Regions from separate parts of the Sus scrofa genome. Here region 2 is linked to region 1. The links are chromatin contacts, called in public targeted proximity ligation maps. All regions are on one chromosome and are shown on one strand. The core of a region is the stretch at or near the end of the contact, and the rest is flanking DNA. Distances in the headings are between cores, read along the strand shown.

The links.
Region 2: a targeted proximity ligation map of alveolar macrophages shows a contact between it and region 1. A contact is called at or near these places in 1 of 47 Hi-C or Micro-C datasets (heart right ventricle) and 1 of 2 datasets of targeted methods (alveolar macrophages).

What each region holds. Positions count from the first base shown.
Region 1 is chr5:88,939,312-88,946,851 of Sscrofa11.1, reverse strand. It overlaps PLXNC1 (plexin-C1), which reads left to right. Exons shown (of 31, transcript XM_021092759.1): 19 at 1-54; 20 at 1,301-1,499; 21 at 6,109-6,255. Among named protein-coding and RNA genes, the nearest start is that of PLXNC1, 110 kb to the left of the region's middle.
Region 2 is chr5:89,070,564-89,077,913 of Sscrofa11.1, reverse strand. No RefSeq gene overlaps it. Among named protein-coding and RNA genes, the nearest start is that of PLXNC1, 18 kb to the right of the region's middle.

The DNA of each region.
Region 1 (7,540 bases), core at 4,237-6,736:
TGTTACGGTCATCCACACTCTGGAGAAGCAGAAGAACTTTTCTGTGAAGGACAGGTATCAGCCAGTGCCTGCCTTTGTATTTTGAAAGTCATAAAATAGAGGAGGCGTTCCCGCTGTGGTGCAGGGGGTTAAAGAATCCGACTCCAGCGGTTCAGGGCACGGCGGAGGCTGCGGGTTCAATCCCTGGCCAGGTGCAGCGGGTTAAAAGGATCTGGCACCAATGAAGCTGTGGTGTGGATCGCAGCTATGGCTCAGATTCAGTCCCTGGCCTCAGAACGTCATATGCCACGGGTACAACCATTAAAAAAAAAAAAAAAAAAATCGCTAAGTAGGGAAAATGAAACCTGAGCCTCCTATTTTTGCTCTAAACCACAACTTGAACTTGGTATCTGAGAATGTTCCTCTATCCAGAGGCGGGTTGTTTGGTGGGGGGGGGGGGGTTGAGTCATGCCTCTGTGATGTCTCCAGTTCAGAGCACACGGCCCGGACATAAATTCTATTTTGAAGACACCCAAACATATGACTCTCCCCAAAAAGCACCCTGAAAAACCCCAACACCAAGAAAAAACATGAGTCCCGAGTCCCAAAAAGCAGAAGTGCTGTTTTCTATTTTGAAAATATACCTTGAAAATTCGGGAAAATCATCGACTTCTTGTTACCACCCTAATTTAATGTTGAAGTGCCAAAAGCATAAAATGTCCTGAAGTCAACACTGATGCGTGGTTTTTATGGGTTAAGAACATAGGTAGTTGAAACCGAAAGGTTAAAAAAAAGCCCCCTCCCCCGCAGGGCAGTGCCCTATTGCCTGGCTCCCCAGGCGTCCCTGGAAACTGCTATCGGGACCAAGCAAGCCACAGCTGATGGTTAACCAAGGCTCTGTGTTGTTTTAAGGGGCTTTTTTTTTTTTTTTTTTTTTTTATTATCTCTATATCATCTTTTTTTTTTTCTTTCGGTTTTACTGAGACATAATTGACCTACCACCCTGCCTGGGTTTAAGGTGTACAGCATGACACCTACAAATCTGATCTCTTTTTCTGAGTTGGAGACTTTTTTTTTCTTTTCAGATTCCACATATGAGTGAGATGAGACAGGGTTTGCCTTTCTCCACTTCCCTTAGCCTGACGCTCTCAAGGTCCATCCATGTCGTCGCAAACGGCAGGCTTCCCTTCTTGTTCCGGCTGAACACTCGTCCATTTCAGCTGTATATACACCGAGTCCTCTTTATCCATTCAGCGGCGGGTGGACACTTAGGCTGCCTCCATACCTTGGCTCTTGTCACCACGGCTCTGTTTTTAAACAGGTGTCTGTTTGCCTCCTTCTTGACCATCGCCCTGCAAACCAAGCTGGTCTATCTGACCAGCATCCTGGAGGTGCTGACCAGGGACCTGATGGAGCAGAGCAGTAACATGCAGCCCAAACTCATGCTAAGACGCACGGAGTCCGTGGTGGAAAAACTCCTCACAAACTGGATGTCTGTCTGCCTTTCTGGTTTTCTGCGGGTAAGTGTCGCATCCCGGCGGGGTCAGAGGGAAGACGATAGGCAGTTAGTTTTAGCAGATGCGGATGTCTTTGCCCGGATAAGTCCTGAGCCCTCCACGGTGGCAGCATCGAACCCCTTGGAGTCCTGGTCTTTGCCGGGAGTGCGTGGAAGGGAAAAGGAAATTCGCTTTTGCTGGAACTGGTCTATGCACGTGTAGTTCATTGAGAATTTCCTCGGGTAAGACTTTTCCCTTTAAAAATGTTATTGGAGCCAGAACCATTAATGTGAGACCGACCCTCGTAACAGATTTTGAAGTGTACCGAATAGGATTATCTATGGGCCCCGCGTTGTGCCATGGATTTCTAGAACGTGACTGACGTTTTCTATCCATTGACGTTGGCATCCACGCCACGTGGTTAGTTCACATGTGCTGAGGGAGGGCACGTGTCAAATACTGAGCAGCACACATCGTCCTCAGGGCCCCTGAAGCATCTTGAAAATAGCCATTTACCTGCCGGTGCGCGCGCCGTAAGCTAATTACACTCCATTCCGACCAGTATTAAAACGAGTCTCCCAAGAGCCGCCTGCCCCTCGAGTTCACTTCGTTCGAGTTACTGCATGAACGCGGTCCTGATCGAATCGAATCTTAAAATCTTTTCAAATGGGAGCTTTGCACACGTTCCCCTGATGAAGAGGGTGGGCCCTGCAGCCCACTGCTCGGTCTGCAGCCAGACTCCGCCACTGTCCAAAGGCCCGGCGCAGGTTGCTTGACCTGCCTGGCCTGGGTTTACAACCTGCAGAATGAGAAGGAGACGGTTTTAGGGCTCTTGGGAAGCACAGATGAGAAAATGTAGACGATTGCTCAGCACTGAGTCAGCACCCCCTAAATGGTGCCCGTTATTATTATACAATATTAATAGGAAAAGTGTGTTCTGTTCCACCAGCCTCCATTCAGCCCTCTGAGGCCCCTGGTGCAGGAGGTTCTTATCCTTCTTTAATTTTACCAGCCCTCCCGATTCCAGCAAAACTGCATAATTGTGTATTTGTAGCCGGTTCCAAAATCTAATTAAACTTTGAAGAAGATCCACTGCTATGCCACAGGTTTTAACAGTACTACTTAAGTGTAGATCCAAAAAGCAGCGCCTTAAATAGACTGCGCTTAGTTTAATGTTTAATGTAATCTTAGCAGTAGATGCACTATATATATATATATATTTTTTTTTTAACCAACCCTTTTCTCTCCCAAGGCAATACCCATTTATTAAGATTAATGAAATCTGCCTTCTTTTCTGTTTACTCGGTATAAATCATCACCCGCTTTGGGGAGATGTTGAGTGATTTTTTTCCTGGGGTGAATATTTTTTGCTTCCCCCCCACCCCCACCCCGCATCCTAGCTTCTGCCATAGCTGCTTCTAAAGGGAGGCAGCAGGACCCTCACCTCGCTCTGAGGTCTTGGTCTCAAAAGGCAGGCTCTTGCGCCACCGCCTTGCCATTGAATCGGAAGTTTGGGCCCCACTGTCCATGTTTGCAAGCTCCTACAGGGGATTCTGGCACCTGCCTCTGAGAACCTGGGGTAGCAGAAGGAGCCTTAGCCTAGGCGAAGGCGTCTGGGTGAGAAGCAGCAGGTTCAGGCTCTAAGCTCATGTCTGTCCCTCTTGCTGCGTGGCTCTGGACACAGATAGCCCCTTGCACCTGGGCATCCGTTTCTACCTCCCAGATGAGGGGCGTGGCCATTAATGTCCAACCCCTCCCCCGTTTGTTCTTCTGTGATTCTTACTCTGAGCCCTGAAGGGCTCATCAGAGCCTTGTCCTTGCTGCTCTTGGGCTTTAAAAAAGCCAGGTGTTCGAAAAATCTGGGCCCTGAACCCAAACCGCCCCCTTGAGCAGAGGATTCTGGGTCAAGGGGATGCTGATTCAAGAGTGTCTGAGGGGGGGTGGTGAGGGGGCAGCAGGCTCCCCAGGGAGGAAGTGGCAGGAAGCCAGTCAGCAATACTTTCATTTTTAGTGGAATGGTTCCCTCTGGTGCAGCGGCCTGCCTTCCCCCACCGAGTGCCCACGGACGGGGGTGGGCGGGGGGCAGGGGGGGGCTGATGGGCCTAGTCCTCCTTCCCTACCTGCTCCCCACCCCGACCCCCCCCCCCCCCCCACACACACACACACACACACGGGCTCCACGGGCTCTTTGACCTCCAGGTAAACTTCCCCCTCTGTGCCTCCAGGGCCCTGTTGGTAAAGTAATAATACTAACTGCCACCTACTGCCTTGCCAGCCACGTGCTAAGAACTTTGCTTCCTTTTGCTCATTGAACCCCATGAGGTAAATGCCTTTATGACCATTTTGCATGTTGGGGAATCGGGGGACACAGAACAAGCGAGATTTTCTCCAGAGCCCACAGCTCCTGTGACAACACCAGGGAGCCCGCAGCCACCTGTTTCCTGCTTCCCCAAGGAGGCAAGTACCTCCTTCCAGGCTTAGGGGCGCTAGGGGATCACATGGGATCAGGGGTGCAAAAGCCATGGGCTCAGCCATGGTCAGAGCGACCGACCTCGCTAAGGAAGGGCTGGGGAAGGGGTCCCTAACGCCCATCACCGGAGGGGAAGGGCAGGGTGGCTCTGCGACAGGCCAGCCCCCTGGGGAGCTGGGTGCACCCTGGTCTGATAAGATGCCTAAGCCCCCAGCAGGTGGGACTGACTTAGAAAGTGCAGCGGGTGGTGACAAAGAAACCCCTCTGCCCCATGGTTTCCTAAGCCAGCCTCACATCAGAGCCCCTGGGGAGGTGTTGAAACTCCAGAGGCCCAGGCCTCATCTCCAGAGGGTCCCCATCGAAAGTGGGACCCAGACCTCTGAATTTGTCATAAGAGCCCCAGGGGATTCTGGTGGCGACTATCCAGGCTTTGAACCCAAGCGTGGAGGCAGTGCCAGAGGAGATGGTACTTCCCTGACTCTAGCTGCCCTCTCCCGAGAATTCCCGACTACAGGGTCACAGAGGCTGGAGCTGAGGCACCAGGCAGCCCAGAAGAACCCCCCCCCCGGCCCCCCAACGCCGGCCTCTGCGGGTGTGCCCACCCCCACCTCTGATGTGGGCTGGAGGCAGAGAGAGGTGGAGGTTGGAGGTTTGCGGTCAGGACATTACCTACGGGGGTGGGGGTGGGGGGGACAGGAGAAAAGCGCTGTGCGGGTGCGAAGCACTAAATAAAGGAAGTTTCTCGTGCGAATTTAAAGGTCATGTTCTCGTCCCCGGGCTCTTCCCCACCTGGGAAATTTTCGAGCATTCCAGCCGCGTCCCACAGTGAGGAAGAGACTCCAGGATATGTCAGCAGGGGACGGGAAGTGATACAGGGGCCCAGGGGCGGGGAGGGTGGCAGAAGGAGCCAGAGGAAGCCCGGGCTTGGGCTGGGCTGGGCACCTGCAGTCACTGTAGAGGGTGGCACGGGGTAGGGGCTGGGAGCCCAGGAGACTTCCGAGACATTGTAGTTTACCCGTCCAGGGGAATCCTCCTTTCCAAGCCAGATGCATCGGCTGGAAAGCTCGATGCTGTAAACTGGTACGGCAGGCCCGGGTCACGTGATTGGCTTGGGCTCCTCGCTGAGGCAGTCTGACTTCCTGGTTCTGGCCCAGCTTTTCTCCCCCCATCTATTCAGTGGAATGTCCTTCGGCTCGCGGAGGGTTGACTGACTTCGCAAATGCTACCCTGTAGCCAACCCCGGCTGCAAGCCTGTGGCGGCTGCCGCAAAGCAGAACACCCAGGCCTCCCACTTGGGTTGCTCAGCATCCATTCAAGCACAGTGCCGACAAATCTGGGGCCTCTCCGGCACAGCAGGGCTGGCCACCCCTGGCCCAGGAAAAAGTGCATGTGGCGGAAGTGTGGAAAGCGGTCATCAGGATGGGCCGAATGTTTGGGAAGATCCTTAGAGCAGTGGGTTGGCTCTGGCCCAGGGGAAGGGGGTGGAGTCCATCAGTGGCCTGTACCCGCAAAGACGGCGGGGAGGGGGCATCTGGGGAGGCCCCAGGGCTGGCCTTCCCGGGGTGGGCGGGCGGGTGAGGAGGCTGCAAACTGTGTCACGGAAGGGAAGGCCACTTCCTTAGTGAGAAGCTGTTAACACCAAAAAGCTTCCTCGTAGGTAAATGTTGGAAACGTTTTTAAGTTTCCTCTGGTTACCAAGGCGAATCATTGTGCATTTTTTAAAATGCCATTTATTTTCAGGGTGCTTTTTAAGCATTGGGGGCAGTTAAATAGGCATAAAAACAAAGGGTAGACCTCCTCTAAGTGTGTTCTTAGGCACTAGCCAGCTGATGGGAGTTAGGCTGCCATGCAGAAGCTTAAGCATAAAAAATGATCAGGTACTCTGTAGATGCCATGAGAGAGAGTGTGTGTGTGTGTGTGGGTGGGTGGGTGGGTGGGTGTGTGTGTGAACATGCATGTGTGATGGGGAGAGGAGGCGGTTTCCTGAGTTTTGCTCCCAGTCCTAAGTGGCGCAATATGTATTTTCTTGGGAGTTTCATGTTGATTGTTAGAAAACACTGCCTCCTGTCTCCTGTCGTGGTGCCATAAACCGAAACTTCAATTCTTGGGAAAGTACACTGGATTCTGCTGAAAGCTAACTGTCACTTTTGCGTCTTTTCCAAGGAGACTGTTGGAGAGCCATTCTATTTGCTGGTGACGACTCTGAATCAGAAAATAAACAAGGGTCCCGTTGATGTCATCACTTGCAAAGCCCTGTACACCCTTAATGAGGACTGGCTGCTGTGGCAGGTTCCGGAATTCAGTACTGTGGTACGTTTGCAATGAAGCTGATGGGGGGTCGGGGGGGGGGGGCGTCACTTCAAATGAAACGATATCAGTCCTACTGCAGGAGGCCTCGTACGTTTAGTTAATTAAAAATGGTCGCCGATAAAATATTAACACATGTTCACGTAATAGATTTGAATGACTCAGATTGGGAGGGGGAAGTATTGTAACGGTGCCTGGGGTACTCGTCAATTTCCAAAGATTTTAATATCAGGATGGCTTAGAGCTTTCAGCCTCGTCAAAGGAGATGCAAAGTACTCCCTATTCAGCACTTATAATTGCAATCAGAATTTCTCAACCGGCTCTGCTCTGGAAGACAATGTGTGAAGATATATTTCAACCAAACGGAGGCCGTCTTATTTTAGAAAGCTAACACAAGACAAATTCCACTGTGTTCCCCCTGCGCCATGACGCCCTTCCTGTATTTCCATGGATGAGTTACAAATGTTTGGTGTCATGCACTTCATGTTCTGTGATCTCATAGATATATTTAGAGGAAGGCTCTAAATCACGACAAGGAGATGAGCGCCGGGCTGCTGGAGGGTTTCACCCATGTAAGAACTTCCTTTTGGTCCTTCCCCACTTCACCCACCCACCCTCTTCCCTTGCTAAAGGAAAAGAGAACAATTTTTTGCACATTCAGGAGTTTTTAGAGAGAACCAGCCATGGCAAGCATCTCTAAAATCACTTCGGAATTTTCTGTGTGTTGTTTTTTTTGTTTGTTTTTGGGTTGTTGTTTTTTTTTCTGTTAATAGAGACTCAGAAAAGAGATTGCTGTGTTTTGCTTTGATCTTTAGCTTTATGGAGATTCTGGGTTTCTTTCACAATCTCATTAGTGGAGGAGGAGGAAAGAATTCCAGTGGGGTTTTGCTCTTGCTCCGTAAGGGAGCTGAGTCTCCTGTGGCTTTGCCCTGGATGGCGGGCAAGCCCTGCAGTGTCATCCTGGAAAAATTCACCCCCTAATTGGAGAAGGCACCGCACCACGTTGCTGTAGACTGTGTTATGGTTGCATCCTCTGGCGAGAGAATAGTCCCTAGATCAGCAGTTTCAAGTTCCCAGGCGTTGGCAGATGCTGCTCACCCTCCACTGAAGATGGCACGCGTCTGAGCAGCCATCCGCAGGGTCGGGAGCGGGACCGAAAGTCAGCAGTTCTGACTTGGGTCTATACTCCCATCCACACCCGAGAGACAATGCAGGCAGTGGTTCTCCAACCTTGGCATGCATCAGAATTGAACACCGGTTGTGGAGTTCCCTGGTGGACGAGTGGGTT
Region 2 (7,350 bases), core at 4,099-6,598, 130 kb before region 1:
GGTTAAGTGAAGAAATACCATATGACAACTGTTTAAATATGTAGGAGCCTTATGGAGAAGAAAGAATTGAATTATTCTAGACTCAGTCTACAAGAATCAGTCTCCAAAGAGTTACAGGCAAATTGGTGTTTTGAATTTATGGCTAGAAGAATAGGAGCCAGAGGAAGCTGGTGGGGGCTTTCACAAGAAAATGACCAAGGGTATGTGGGCTACACAAATACACAGACACACACACACACACATACACACACAACACACCATGTTTAGAGGGAACACATGCTGAAACATGTGACTGGGCTAAAATAAATGGTTCAGAGCCAGCCCTGCTTCCACCTCCCCACCCACCCACCCACCCACACCCAGAATGAGCAGGGACTAAGAATTCAGGCAAGCCCAAAAACCTATAGTGCTGGGACAGCACCTGAGGCTTGATCCCTAATCAGTTTCTGGCCGTTGGCATACAGATTTCTGATGGCATGATGCCTGCTGGGGGCACAGCATTGGCCTCAGAAACCAACAGGGACACAGAGCTGGAACTTCATCATGATGACTTCATCAAGGTCTCATACCCGTGTGGCGAAAGAATTCTGGTCTAAAAGCGAAGCGTGGCAGAATTTGGCTTAAACTTTGTCTTCGGTTCAGCTGGGATGTGAGATCTGGGAGAAGAGAGAATTCTAGCACCTCAGTTTCTTATAGTAGCTGCTGTTACCCTCCAAAGAAGATCTGGTGTTGTGCTGACCAAGCTGGCCTAGATCGGTTCCCAAGAAGGGGTGAGACACTGCAGGCTTCAGGGTCCTGTCCAGATGAACCTCTTTGATTTTGTCATGCTTCTCTTCCCACCCAGCCCTACTGCTTGGGTCTTGAAAGGCTCAGAGAGGTGACAGCAGCTGGTCGGGGTTGGCTGGCATCCTTCAAGGGGTGGTATGTGAAGGAAAGCTCTCTGTGACCATACTTTGGTGTTCAAATATTTTCCATTTTGCCCCTGGCTCTTCCCAAGGGTCCCAGGAAGGTCCACGCTGTCCTTGCTGAGACCAGAAAGTCCCGTTCAGGGCTTCCGTGCTCCAGCTCCACCCAGTGAATGGGCCCCATCAGTGCTTCCCTGTCCATCTCCAGGCTGAATCAGAGGGGAGGGGTGGGGCGCAGAAAGAACAGTGACACGTCCCAGCTTGCCCTGGCCTTTGGTGCAGTGACCCTAGAATGCTCTTCTCTGAGGAAATCTGGCCACGTTTGGGGAAAGATTAATCTTGGTCCGTTCCTCAGAAGGTCTAGAGTGCTGTCCAGCAGACCTTCCTGCAGTGATAAGCGAGTTCTCCATCAGGACTGTCCAACATGGGGAGGCACACACAGGAGACGGAGCATGAGAAATGACCAGTGTGACCAAGGAGCAGGTTTTTCAATTTCATTTCATCATAACGAATTTAAATCACATAGCCATATGTAGCGAATGGCTCCCATACTGGCCAAGCCAAGCCTAGAGCCTGGCCACTCTCCCCATCCCTCAGAACCTTCTCTCAATCCTGAATCCATTTGATCGACCGCCAGCCCCGGTTTCCCAGTCTCTTGTTGTGACCGGAGTCACCTAGCGCTCTCTCCTGTCTTCTACCCTCTGCGGAGTCCTGGCGTGGGTGGTTAAAGGGAAGGGACGCAGTGTTTCTCAAACATGCTCACCACAGGGACAGGCGAGAGGTTAGGCCTCCAGGAAATGGGATCTTTAATGACACGCAGGGCTTATAGAATGAACATGACCCATTTGGCACCACGGCATCCAGAGGTGCTATTCATGGTAATAGTAGCAGTGCGTGATACTCGTGTATTTGCGTAAATATGCCATCCCAATGCACCTTGCGTGTAAGGCAGGCAGAGGAGGCATGAGACTCCCCCTTTAAGGATAAGAGAACTAAAAGTCAGTTCAGCTGATAGGGTCACATAGCAGGTAATGACAGAGCCAGGACCAGAAGCCAGTGTTCTGGCTTCTAACTCCTCACCGTTGGAATATTTGAACCAGTTCTGATTAAAGAGGAAACATGGGTGGGAGAAAAGAGAAGACCCCATCAGCCCAGCGGACTGACATGGGCTTTAATGAGGCTCTTCGTTCAGTCCTGCGGGGAGCTGTTTTAGATAAACCCATATGATTTCATTCTGCAGCATTGTAGACACCCACATGAGGTAGGGACATTCAAGTGGACATCTGCCTTCCGGAGCCTCTAATGGGCCATCTCGATCCGTCTTGAATTCTTACTGTATTCTTCCAGATCTTATTAACCAATCTCCTTCCAACATCCTCTGCCCTTTGCACAACTCCAGGGGGCACCTTCATACACAATGCAATGTGCAACACCGTGGTATTGATGGAATGGACTTTATTCCTAAATTGAACAAACCGGCTTTCTTCCCTTATGCTTTAGTTAAATCCGTTGTCATATTATTTTTAGTGGGTAGGCCAATTAAGCATGTGTGAAGCTAAGGGTTTGCAACCTTGGCTATTTACCTGAATCTGCGGTGCTTTTGACACAACACACATTCCAGGCTCCATCCTTTGAGAAGCTGGTCTTGAGCCTGGGCATCTTCCTTTTCTCCAAAGTTCCCGAGATGATTCCAGCGCCCAGAGCTGAGACTCCTAGAACGATGGGCCGGGAATCAGGACACTCACGTTCTGATTTTCCCACACAGCCGCCTCCCTATTCTGTAAAATAGAGCGATAAGAGGTTTGCCCTACTTTGATTAGTTTCAAGCATGAGAGATTCTGTGAAAGAATTTTGAAAAGTCATCTGTGTATGTGTGGTGGGAGGGACCCAGAGGCTAGCGGTCAGGCCCCACGTGCAAACAGGCCTGGGGTTCAGTCCCCTGGCGGCATTTCCACATGGCTTCTCATGGCCAGCTCGCTCCATCACACCATGCTAAAAACGGGCAGAGAGTGGGTGGAGCTCAAAATACTTTAACTAGAGTGTAATTGTGTGGGCAGCTTCTACTTTAGCTAGGTAATTCTGGACAAATAGAAGCTCGCCTGCAAGCAGCTATATTTGTTTCCAAAATAGCTGGTGAGAGCCCCTAGGAATTTTGGACATTCATTTCAGTCTTATCTTTTTGAGACCTGCAGGCCACGGGATTAGAAAGCTCTAGACATGAATCAGGAGGCAGACGAGTTGTTTCTTCCTAACCTCAGAGCTAATCCTCAGGGTAAACCCTGTTCGGGGATTTTAGGGTGCTGTTGATTACCCCAAACTTTGAGGTTTCGGCATTACTTCCTGCCTCCTCAGGAAGCCTCAGAAAGGAAGCGTTTCTTAGTAAAAGGGTGATGGACCCTCAAATTCGATCCTTCCCTCCACTTTCACACCCCAGCTGCTGCCAGGGGAGCCTCCCCTTTCATCTTCACCCTTCTCTTTGTAAACTTGATCAAAATGAGGAAGTATATGGTGATGGAGGGCTGGTCGAAAATTCTCTGGAGGTGGGACTCACAAATCCTAGAGGCTCCTGAGAGAAGCTGTTAAGAGGACACGGTGTTAGATTACAATTTGGGGTGTGTGTGTGTATGTGTGTGTGTGTGTGTGCAGGGTCACTCTTCTAAGTGCTGGCTTGCTTTTGAGAGGCAAGTATCTTGTAGACCAAATGCATGCCATGCTGGCCGCAACCTCCAGCAGCCAGAACCCTGATACATTCATTTATTCCATTTGCACCCAAGGGGTACGCGGATACATTCATTCACTCACCGAGCGTCTAGTCTATGCTGAGCATTCTTCTAGGAGCTGAGGATAATGGGTGACGTAACCAATTCCAGCACTCAGGGAATGCACAGTCTCGTGGTGGAGACACCCATAGATGGGTCAAAAGAGAATGACGCGTGCAATTACACACCATATCCAATGCTCTAAAGGGAAAGAGGGGTGATATGAGGGAGGCTGCTCTAGTCTGTGAGTGAGAGAAGGCACGTCTGAGCAGAGGCCGTGACCTGGAAGTCTAAGGAGGCGTCTGCCACGGGATGAGTTGGCGACACTTGTTCCAGGCAGCAAGGACAGTAATACAGAGGCTGTGAACTGAAAACCTCTAGGGTAGGAGTTTCTGCCCTTCTCCCCCCCCCCCCGCCCCAGTTTTTCAGGTGTTTCTTCATCCTGGCTCCTTCGTAGTTTCTAGTAGCAACGCATGAGAGGCGCTGAGAACCATTCCTGGCTCGTGCAAGAACCAATACTTACTATACGCAGATGCTCCTCTCAGTGTGTTGTGTGCATTCACACGTGTAACCCACGTAACAGCCCATGGCGGAGATGCTGTCCATGTCTCCATGTTATAGAGGAGGAAGCTACACTGGGCAGTGGAATTACAGTCACTATTAATATTAAAATTGGTAATTTATTCAACAATGGCATACCAAGCATTGTCAGGTTCTTGGCAGGTGCACTTTGTCCATTTCTGACTTGTTCGCTGTCCATTTAGACCCTTTTTAAATTCCATTCCTCAAGTTATTGGTGGTGGAAGATCTTTTGACACTGCTGATCAGGTTTTACAGACACATCATTCACTCTCTCCTCCCTTTAATTACATTCAATTCAGTAAATGTTCATTGAGAAACTAATAATTGTCCAGCAAGACCCTCGAGGTGCCGAGACCAAATCCAGACATTCAAAATTCGAAAGAAAGAAATGCACCCAAATAGCTATACTAGGATAGGATTTATGCTCTGTTTATCTTGTAATTGCAATACCAATACAAATGAAGAAGTGACTCATTCGTGGCTGCTGACTGGGAAAAATATGAACTACATTCAAGTAGACAGCTACTCAGCAGATATGTTCTTTAGGCTACCTTTTTGTTTTTTAAATAATGTGTGTCATTGGTCAAAGCCTTTTCAATGTGACACTCTAACAACTCTGTATTTTGGAATTTGTTGTCCTCATAAATCTGATTCTTTTGAGAATGGATTTATTTATTTATATTTATTTATTTATTCATTTTTGGCCGTGCCCATGGCATGTGGAAGTTCCTGGGTCAGGGATTGAACCCATGCTGCAGCAGTGACCTGAGCCACAGCGGCAATAACATCGGTTCCTTAACCCACTGAGCCACTAAGGAACTCCCATTACCTGTTGTTTAGATATTGATTTACCATCAAACAGATTTTTACCTTTTTAAAAACAATTTATAGGCGTGGAAACTAATCTGTGAAGACATACCCTCTAAATGACACGGTAATTGTTGAAGGAGAATTGGTACCTCGCGTGCTTAGTTCTAAATAAGTAGAGAAGAAACTTCATTTTTGCAAAGATAAAATAGCGATCCACCCTTCCCAACAGTGTTAGGACACTTCCCTTTGCCCTCCTTCCTTCTTTTCTCGTTTAGGTAAGGACTTAAAATAAACAAGAAAGGGGAACTGGGCTCCAGCCCCTGGCCAACTGGTCTGGTCAGTTATGATCACAATTTTGTATTTGTTAAAAAAAAAGGAAAAGAAAAATTATAAGTTTCTCATTTGCATTTTAATGGGCACCAAATTCCCCTTTCAGAGGGCTGTGGCCTTGTCCCTTATCCATTTTCAAAGAGTGACTTCATGCAGTGAGCAATCTAACTGCTTCTCTAGGCTGAGAGCATGAATTTCTGCTTCCTGAACCATTGCCTATATCTGCGATGTCCACATCCGATGAGGCAAGAATACCGCAAGAGGCTGTAAAGCATCCAGCAGCTACTACATCAGCAGAAAATACAAGAGCAGTGTTAGTGAGCCACATTCCAAGGAAAGTCAATGGCAGTGCACTGAATAAAGATCTTTTCCAACGAGCGTCCTCAAAGGGTCCTTTCTCCTTGTTGTTGAATCTCTCTAAGAACCTCACTTTTTAAGGAGCAGAATAGAAACTGTAATTTCATTAGCTGACGAGGGAAATGCCATCCTAGACCTGTGTCCGTCAACAGCAGGCAAACACACGCTGACTCTGGTTCTCAACTTGGTCACCATGTGGCTGAGGGACCTCAGAACAGCAGCTTTTAACTGGGGGCCTGTGAACTTGGATGGTAAAACAAAATGATATCTTTATTTTCTCAAATTGAAATTTAGCATTTTCTTCTCTTATGAATGTGGGCAACGAATGAGAATAGTAACAGTAGCACCTGTGACTTTGTCAACAAGAGACATGGCAGATCTTTTCACATCCCTCGACAATTGTCGCTGATGCCTTGATTCATGCTTAGCCTTACTTCACATCACAATTAAACCTTAGCGGTGCTGCTCAGTCTTGTTATTTATAATGTTATTTAAAAACCACATGTGGGAAAAAAAAAAAAAAACACACATGTGGGAGTTCCCATTGTGGCTCAGCCATCGGTAATAAACCCAACTAGTATCCAGAAGGACCCAGGTCGGATCCCTGGCCTCACTCAGTGGGTTCTGGATCCGGCATTGCTGTGAGCTGTGGTGTAGGTCAAAGACACAGCTCACATCCCGCATTGCTGTGGCTGTGGTGTAGGTAGAGGTACCGCTCCGATTGGACCTCTAGCTTGGGAATTTCCATATACCATAAAAAAAAAGAAAAAGAAAAGGAAAAAAGAAAGAAAAAGAAAAAAAAATCGTATGTTTTACCATGTCATGATTTTATTATTTTGTAACTGTATTTCAACATAGTTGGCTTCCTTTGCAGTTGTATGTATTTTTCTTCAATTTTTTTAAAAAAGTTTTTCATTTGAAAATATTTGAAGAAGAGTCAACAGACTTTGCTAGCTTGTCACAGTCCATGTGCTTGCTCTCTACCCCCAATCCCCACACGAATGTTAAAATCCTTCAGGAGACTCTCAGTATTGCCCTCGTTGCCTTAGGTGATTTCAGCATTTTGTCCCATTGCAAAAACACAGCTTCCCTGCAGCGAGGGGCCTGTAAAAGGAAGCATTTAGTGCATTCCCCATGCCTTTGACTTGGTTTTAGTTACTTCTTTTCCAATAACACACCTTAACAAAAACCTCACGTGAGGTACAGTTGTGACACACGGCCTCATTTGATCTTCAAATCGCGGGTTAAAACTGTGCGAGCTTTCAGCTATTCAAGAGCTGACTATCTGAGCTGTGAATGAACAAGGTCTGCCTTTCTTCCTCGTTGCCTCTTTGGCTATTTACCGTGTGGTTCTTTTACTGTGGGTCACAGGTGCTCCGATAGATAGGCAGGGCACTGAGGGGAAATTACACTCAAATCTGGCCATTTTTCCACATCCCTAAGAAGGCGTGAATGGGCCTCGGGTGCGAGCATTGATGAAATTAAGATTTGGGATTACCTGTGGATTTTAATTACTGTGCCCTCCCTGGCCCAGTGTGCTCTATCTCCGCTGCCACCGCACTCCTGGAGCTCTAATGAGACACTTATCAGATGCTATTTTGTATTGT